2 separate regions of the Astyanax mexicanus genome follow, and region 2 is linked to region 1. A link is a contact called in public Hi-C data. All regions are on one chromosome and are shown on one strand. The core of a region is the stretch at or near the end of the contact, and the rest is flanking DNA. Distances in the headings are between cores, read along the strand shown. Region 1 holds the start of irf1b (interferon regulatory factor 1b). Region 2 overlaps LOC125782511.

The links. A called contact is a pair of places that touch in the nucleus more often than the background predicts.
Region 2: a Hi-C map of blood shows a contact between it and region 1, with 2.7 times the contacts expected there. The contact joins the enhancer-like site here to the promoter of irf1b in region 1. A contact is called at or near these places in 3 of 3 Hi-C or Micro-C datasets (blood and muscle).

Annotation. Positions count from the first base shown.
Region 1 is chr17:38,526,771-38,530,392 of AstMex3_surface, forward strand. It overlaps irf1b (interferon regulatory factor 1b), which reads left to right and starts at 2,025. Exons shown (of 9, transcript XM_007233928.4): 1 at 2,025-2,151; 2 at 2,664-2,755; 3 at 2,879-2,978; 4 at 3,081-3,292; 5 at 3,419-3,539. The coding sequence starts at 2,669.
Region 2 is chr17:38,574,343-38,577,964 of AstMex3_surface, forward strand. All of the region lies in intron 1 of LOC125782511, which reads right to left. Among protein-coding and RNA genes, the nearest start is that of LOC125782511, 9.1 kb to the right of the region's middle. Within about 2 kb of position 1,554, the one cell type or tissue checked has an H3K27ac peak away from gene starts, as active enhancers do.

The DNA.
Region 1 (3,622 bases), core at 775-3,274:
GCATTGTACATTGATTATTATAAAATACATTAAAACAGCGTGAAGGAAGAGAAGCAGCTACTGTTCTTGTGTGCCAGGTAACTCTACCTCATGAAGACACTGAGATTAAAATACCAAGAATGTGCGGATCTGTCCTCAAAGACAAATGTGCCACTTAGAAGAATCTAACGTATAAAACATATTCTGTTTTAACGATTTTTTTTTTACTAAATAATTCCATATGTGTTCCTTTATAGCTAATGTCGTAAATATTAAAATAACATTGTATAAGAAAACACATTGAATGAGAAGAGGCGTATCCAAACTTTTGGTACTGGTACTTAGTATTGTATATTTTGATTTATAGCTAAAATATGTGTTTCGTATTTGAAAATGGACAATTACATTACATCGGCATGTGTCACATTTTAAAATATATTAAATAAAATATATGACATAAGTATATTGCACATAAGGGAATTCTATATATTCAACTTTTAATATTTAAAAAAATCTGACTTTTTATCAGCAGTGTCAGTGGGTTCCATTGTTTATTTTGTTAATATACGTTTTTAGAAACTCCGCGACATGTAATGACAAAGTACAACATGGTCTTAATATCCGCTGAGCTGGTCTGTAGTTTGGAGTGGGATTTCGTGGGGAATATCGCTGGCTGCGCTCTGGGAAAACCCAGTGCTTTACAGAACAGAAATCCCACAGGAAAGCCCCGCCCCTCCCTCAGCCCTGACCACGCCCCACCGCCCGGGGCTACTGTCTCACACACACACACACACACACACACACACACACACACACACACACACACACACACACACACACACAGATTCACTGACACCCCCGTGATAAATCGACTTTACCATGGGGTTTTAATATTCATTTTAAAATTTATTTCGAACAGCGTCTGTTTGCTGTGCTGAACTGGAGAATGCTAATTCTAAGCTTTTTTTTTTACTATTTTTGAGGAGATTTACACAGTACATCATTTATATAATATATTTTTGAAATAATAATAATAACAACAACAACAACAACAACAATAATAATAATAATAATAATAATAATAATAATAATAATAATAATGAAAGGTATATGCGTGTGTAAGCTGTAGAAAGTGTGTAGGGTTGGGGTCAGGCTGCGTTCTCTAAATGCCGGTCGTCCAAACATCCGTTTCTAATAAACAGGCCGCTTTACTGTAAAAACTCCCCTCAGATCAGTGAAGCAGCGCAGATGCGCCCTCTATCGGCTCTGTAAAAATCTGCACCATTTCCCGGAAAGCCGCTGCTTTCTTTATCTGACCTGATTCTACCCTTCTCTACAGACAGCATACACACTTCATTCAACACTTCAGCACTAATATCAATTAGATCAAAATGAGATTAGTATTTATGCGAAATTAGATACTTTTATGAATTATATGTTAATTGCTTGCTGCCAAAATAATATTCATATATGGAACGCATATATACATAAAATATGAATCACACATAATAAACATATAAATAAGCATCAGTTATGTTGCATATAAGTTACATGTAAATAAAGCAGGGCTTTTCATGTGACATAATGTGAAGTTGCAGTTGTTCTTTAAAGTTCTTTACAAATTTTATGCTGAAATGGACTGAAAAAAATATATGTATAGTTTTAAACTGAATTTATTAAAAATGTTTTTTTTTGCATCTCCTGTAAAGTTGCAGTTTTGGGAGATTTTTTTTTTACGCGAAAGAGACAAAAAAGACGGGTGTTTATATGGGCTAAAATTTTCAGAAATATGCGCGTGCATGTGCTGTTTACGTGCCGGCGCGTGCGCTTGTGTGGTGGTAAGGGTAAGATGCAGCCAAGCCCAAACATCATCACCCCCTAAACTTCTCGAGCTGTGTAGCTTTTAACAGCGTGATTTCTCGGAAATCATGCTGCTTCAGTCTGAGAGCGCCTGCATGGTAGTGGAACTGCGCATGCGCGCCGCGCTGCCAAAACATTACGTTGGGAAAGCCCCCCCCCCCCCCTCTCTACTGTGTATAAAAGAAGAGCGCACCGCGAGCTCCCAGCAAAGCACTCCTATCTCCACTGAGAGAAGAAGTTCAGGCTGAACTCGGATTATCAACACATTATCACTCAACATTCTTCTCCGTTATAAATCGGATTAAATACGAGGTGAGTCTGAATGTTTTTTTATTTTTAAATGGCTGTTTTTATTGTTTTATTTTAGAAAAGTGTTTTATAGCTAATATAGATCTCTTACACACACACACACACACACACACACGTACATATATACAGCTTGCCCTTGTGCTGCTGCAGCTGCTCTGTATCTGTAGCAGGCTCGATTTCACTATACTGTACATGCTACCCCGGAAAAGGGGCGTGTGCGTGCAGGAGTACACTCACTCTCACAGCGTAGGCTGTTTGGAACTTGAGGCTGCACAGTTTGTGACTGTGTGTTTTTAACGGAATCCCATAGTAAAGTACTAGCTGTTTGCATTGAGTTATTACCAATATACATTAGTAATTTAATATCTTAAGGATAGAAATATTTACAGAGACTGTGTTTCCCTGTTCCCTGATTATTACTGCCATTGTTACTGCCAGATCTGCTGTGCATGATAAGCTAAGCATGCAAGGCATTGTAAAAAGTTGAACTCAAGTTCCTGTCTGGACTTTTGCAGGAATCATGCCCGTGTCCAGAATGCGCATGCGACCCTGGCTGGAGGATAAGATTGACTCCAACACCATCGCTGGACTCGTTTGGGTGGACAAGGTAGAATATTTAGGAGATTTCAAGTGCTTTTGTTGATATTTAAGACTAGTCACTGCCTAAACCCTCGTGAGCTTAGTATCATGTACAGTATTCCTCTCATGGCATTGTTTTTGTTTTCTTCAGGATCAGAAAATGTTCTCCATTCCTTGGAAGCACGCTGCCCGTCACGGCTGGGAAGTGGACAAAGACGCTTGTTTGTTCAAACAGTGGGCCATTCACACAGGTGAGGTGCCACTGCTGGCAAGAATATAATAGCTATAAAAGGACCTTGAACCTTGTTGGCAAGATCTTTATTTGTTAACCTGAATATGTTCCTCGCCTGCAGGCAAGTTTAAGGAGGGGGTGACCGAACCCGATCCCAAAACCTGGAAAGCCAATTTCCGTTGTGCCATGAACTCCCTGCCAGACATCGAGGAGGTGAAAGACAAAAGCATCAACAAAGGTTGCGAGGCTGTCCGGGTTTACCGCATGCTGCACGTTATGAAGAACAAAGGCAAGCGGTTGTCAGGAACCCTGGATGGCAGGAGGAGGAGAAAGGTGAGGCGTTGGCGCCATGGTGGCAAGGTGCAGTAATGGCACCAGGCTAACAAACAATAACAAAGCAATTAAAGCAAGCACTGGGGCAGTAAAATTTAAACTCACATGCACTATTTACCTCCTCAGGCACCGAAAGTGAAGCAGGAGACAATGAACATAGATGAATCATCGACAGGAGAGACAACTTACAGCAAGCAGGAGGACACCATCACTCAGGAGAACACCATCGACAGCACTGAGAATCTAAGTAAGCTCCTCAGAGGCAAACCCTCTTTAATTTGTAATATCTACGGCTATATTAAATGTCTTCTATGATAGATGAGAGCCCCC
Region 2 (3,622 bases), core at 304-2,803, 47 kb after region 1:
TCTATACTGTTCTAATGCTTTATTATGTGTCCAAACACAGTTTTATACAATAATTGAGTTGGACATAATGAAAAATGTATCATTAAAAAAGACAGATTTTTGTTTACATTTCTGAAATAAACTGTGAATAGCAGAATTTTTACCATAATGCTTTGGAGATCTACAGTAGCATGCTTTATACAGATTTTACAGTAAGAATTATAGTGTGTTATAGTGTACCAGAGGCCTATTTGATCTACTGATTTTATATTTTTATTACTCCAATCAGTGGAGGGCACTGTTAGTATAATGACATGTTGGACAACTAAATGTGTGATTGTTGTATTTTTTAGCTTTTTTTTAGCAACAAAATATCACAATATCAGATATTTACAATATCGTGCAGGTTTTGTTAATAGATCTGTTAAACCCATTGAACTCTAGGTTTATTGTTTCCAACAAACTTAAACCTAATGCAGAAACTTTATTTGGTAACTGTTTGCTTTAGCATTTTGCTTTAGCGTATTCAACTGATGTCAATTATTATAGCTTTAAGAAGGAAGAAATTATGCAGATTTTACGTTTATGCATTTTGACACCTTTATTCCATTTGCAATGCTGATACAGTTGCATGTTGGTTGAGGGTTATCTATTCAAAGTCAGTAAAAGAAAGCAACAGTATTAAAATTACACAGAATATAAATACAGACCAGAGTATAAAGGCATTTACAGTGAATGTGTAAGTGGTGGTTTCTGAATGCCAGTCGTGATCTGCAGTATCACAGTGGTTATGCTGCCTCAGGACATGCCTCCCAACTGACACAGTCACATGCTCCCAGACAGCTTGCTGTAGTGCTTCACAGCTATGCCTGGATTTCTTGTAAATCACGTGACTTTTTTTCAAGAGGTAGTACTGCCGTATGACCAGCCGGAGTCGCCACTGAGGAGAAATGCAGGCATTTACAAGAAACTCCCAAGCTGGAAACCACCCCACTTCCCTGGATGCCTTCCTGTGACCTGTACCGTATGCAATAAAACACAGACGACCTGCAGTAAAACTACATGAAGACATTGCTCAGCACTTGAGCCTGCACGTCTTTTGCAGAAATAAATTTGGACTCTTTATACATTTCTCGAATCTCTCCTCAGGTCTGCTGTAATAAGGACTATCCTGGGCCCCCGGGACTGCTTAAAGAACTACTGTTTTAACCAATAAGGAGTGATATTTTGTGTTAGTTGATATATTTATTCAAATAATGGCTGTTATTAAAATCTGCTACACATTTGTTCTTCTTCCAGGAGAATGTGATAACTCGATCGTGGTCGAAACCAATCTGGGCAGAACAAAGTGAATGAGGTTTCAGCTGCAGTGCCAGCTTTTTTAAAACGTGGCTTGTCTGGTCATGTGCGTTCTCACAGTGCATAAAGCTCAGATCTCCTTCATAATGAAACTAGACCTTGTAGAAGAAGTTCCTCTACACTTCAAAGGCATCTGATTACAACACACTCAGCAAGAGGTCCAAAACTTCCTCTGACAGGAACAGGGAGCAGTTGTGGGATAGTTCTGTAGCAGTGTGCGCTGAAGATTTTAGACATGCCAGATGAAGAGTGTGGCTGAGGAATCCTGAAACTGCATGCCGTGTGCACTCTAATGCAGCAGATACACATCAAGAGGCCAGTTTATAATGACAGAGGGTTCACAATGGCATTACTGCTGCAAGACGAGTATTAAGTAGGTTAAGTGCTTCAGCTCTTACATAATGCAGTTATACAGGCGCTTCATGCTGACAGTGCTGACGACCTTATCTGATGTGTTTACAGTCTTTTATTATGCTCAGAAACCGTCTAAAGCTCATTTACACTTCTTCTCACTTTACTACTTTCTTCACATTTACAGCCTGTAGTGAATGGGGCATGTGCCCAGCTGAGAATAGTAATGCTTTAAAAAGGTTCCAGGAAGGCTTGTCTGTAACATTCCTAAAATAATATTCAAGAAATGTTCTAGTAACTTGTGATATAACAATAATTTGCATCACATTGTTTCTCAACGTTTCTCACGGAATGTTTCCAAAACTAAAAATAAAAGCATTGACATGTTGCAGTGATGTTACAAGAATGTTTAAAAACATTAAACAAAAACATTCAGAAAACTTTACAGACTGTACTTTCTAACTTTAACTTTAACAGTAACATCCAGAAAACTTTTTAATAAGCAAATATTGTTAGCTGTGTGGCAACTATGCTATCTAACATCTTTACTGGACTATATATTACCAAATACACAATTTCACTAATAGTTCAATTCATAGTTATGAAACCTAACAATGTATATCCCTGTATACCATTAGCCTACATTAGAGCATAAGCTATTCTGCTACTGAAATGAGAATAAACAAGCAAATTTCCCCGTTGTTCTTGATTAAAAGTCATTTAAGGACTACAACGCACACATTGATGTTTTAAGGACAGTAAGAAGATAATACGTGTGTATAATGAGCCTGCAGAGCAGGGTACTGAAAATATTCTAACCTAACCGGCATCTCTGGTATGAATTTCCTCCTCTGTGGTATGAAACACCTCACTGAGCTACACAATAAACATGCAGCTCTGAAAGGTCAGAGTACAAAAAATTACAGCTGCTTAATCTTCTGCAATAATATGACTCTATATAATAAGAAAAGAGTTTAAAAAAGTGCAGTTTGGACATATATGAGCATATATGGAAATATGCACCTGTGAAGACAATAAGGTGCATTAAGGTTTGAAGTGCATGATGAGTTTGTTGTTGTTAAAGCAGCATCATGTAGTTCACTGTGCAGCAGCTCACTATTTGCAGAAGTCTCACCTCTGCACTAGTCAGCCTTAATATTATGACTGGTTTATCTTCATGAAATATTCTTTACATATGCTCATACATATATACAGGGCATGCTTAAAATGCCTTTTAGAGAGAAATGTATATTGTGTTTTTAGCAAAAAGATATATTTCATATTTGTAACCGTGTATATTTTAGTGGGCCAGACATATGTGAAAATAAAAAACAATGAATTTTCATACAAATATACATCCCTATAAAATATATGTAAAATATATACAAATAATATATACAATATAAGAGACCACTTAAAATGATGAGTTTCTTTGATTTTACCAAATTGAAAACCTTTGGAATATAATCAAGAGGAAGATGCATGATCACAAGCCATCAAACCAATCTGAACTGCTTGAGATATCCAAAAACAGTGTGTTAGACTGGTGGAGGAGAACATGCCAAGGTGCATGAAAACAAAACTGTTATTTAAAACCAGGGTTATTCCACCAAATATTGATTTCTGAACTTCTAAAACTTTATGAATATGAATTTGTTTTCTTTGCATTATTTGAGGTCTAAAAGCTCTACATCTTTTTTGTAATTTCATCCATTTCTCATTTTCTGCAAATAAATGCTTTAAATGAAAATATTTTTATTTGGAAATGTTGTCTGTAGTTTATAGTTTATATAAAACAACAATGTTCATTTTACTCAAACATATACCCTATAAATAGCAAAATCAGAGAAACTGATATAGAAACTGAAGTGGTCTCAGAGCTGTATATGTCAATGGGCTTTATATATTTATCATTTAAATGAGGCCAATAATG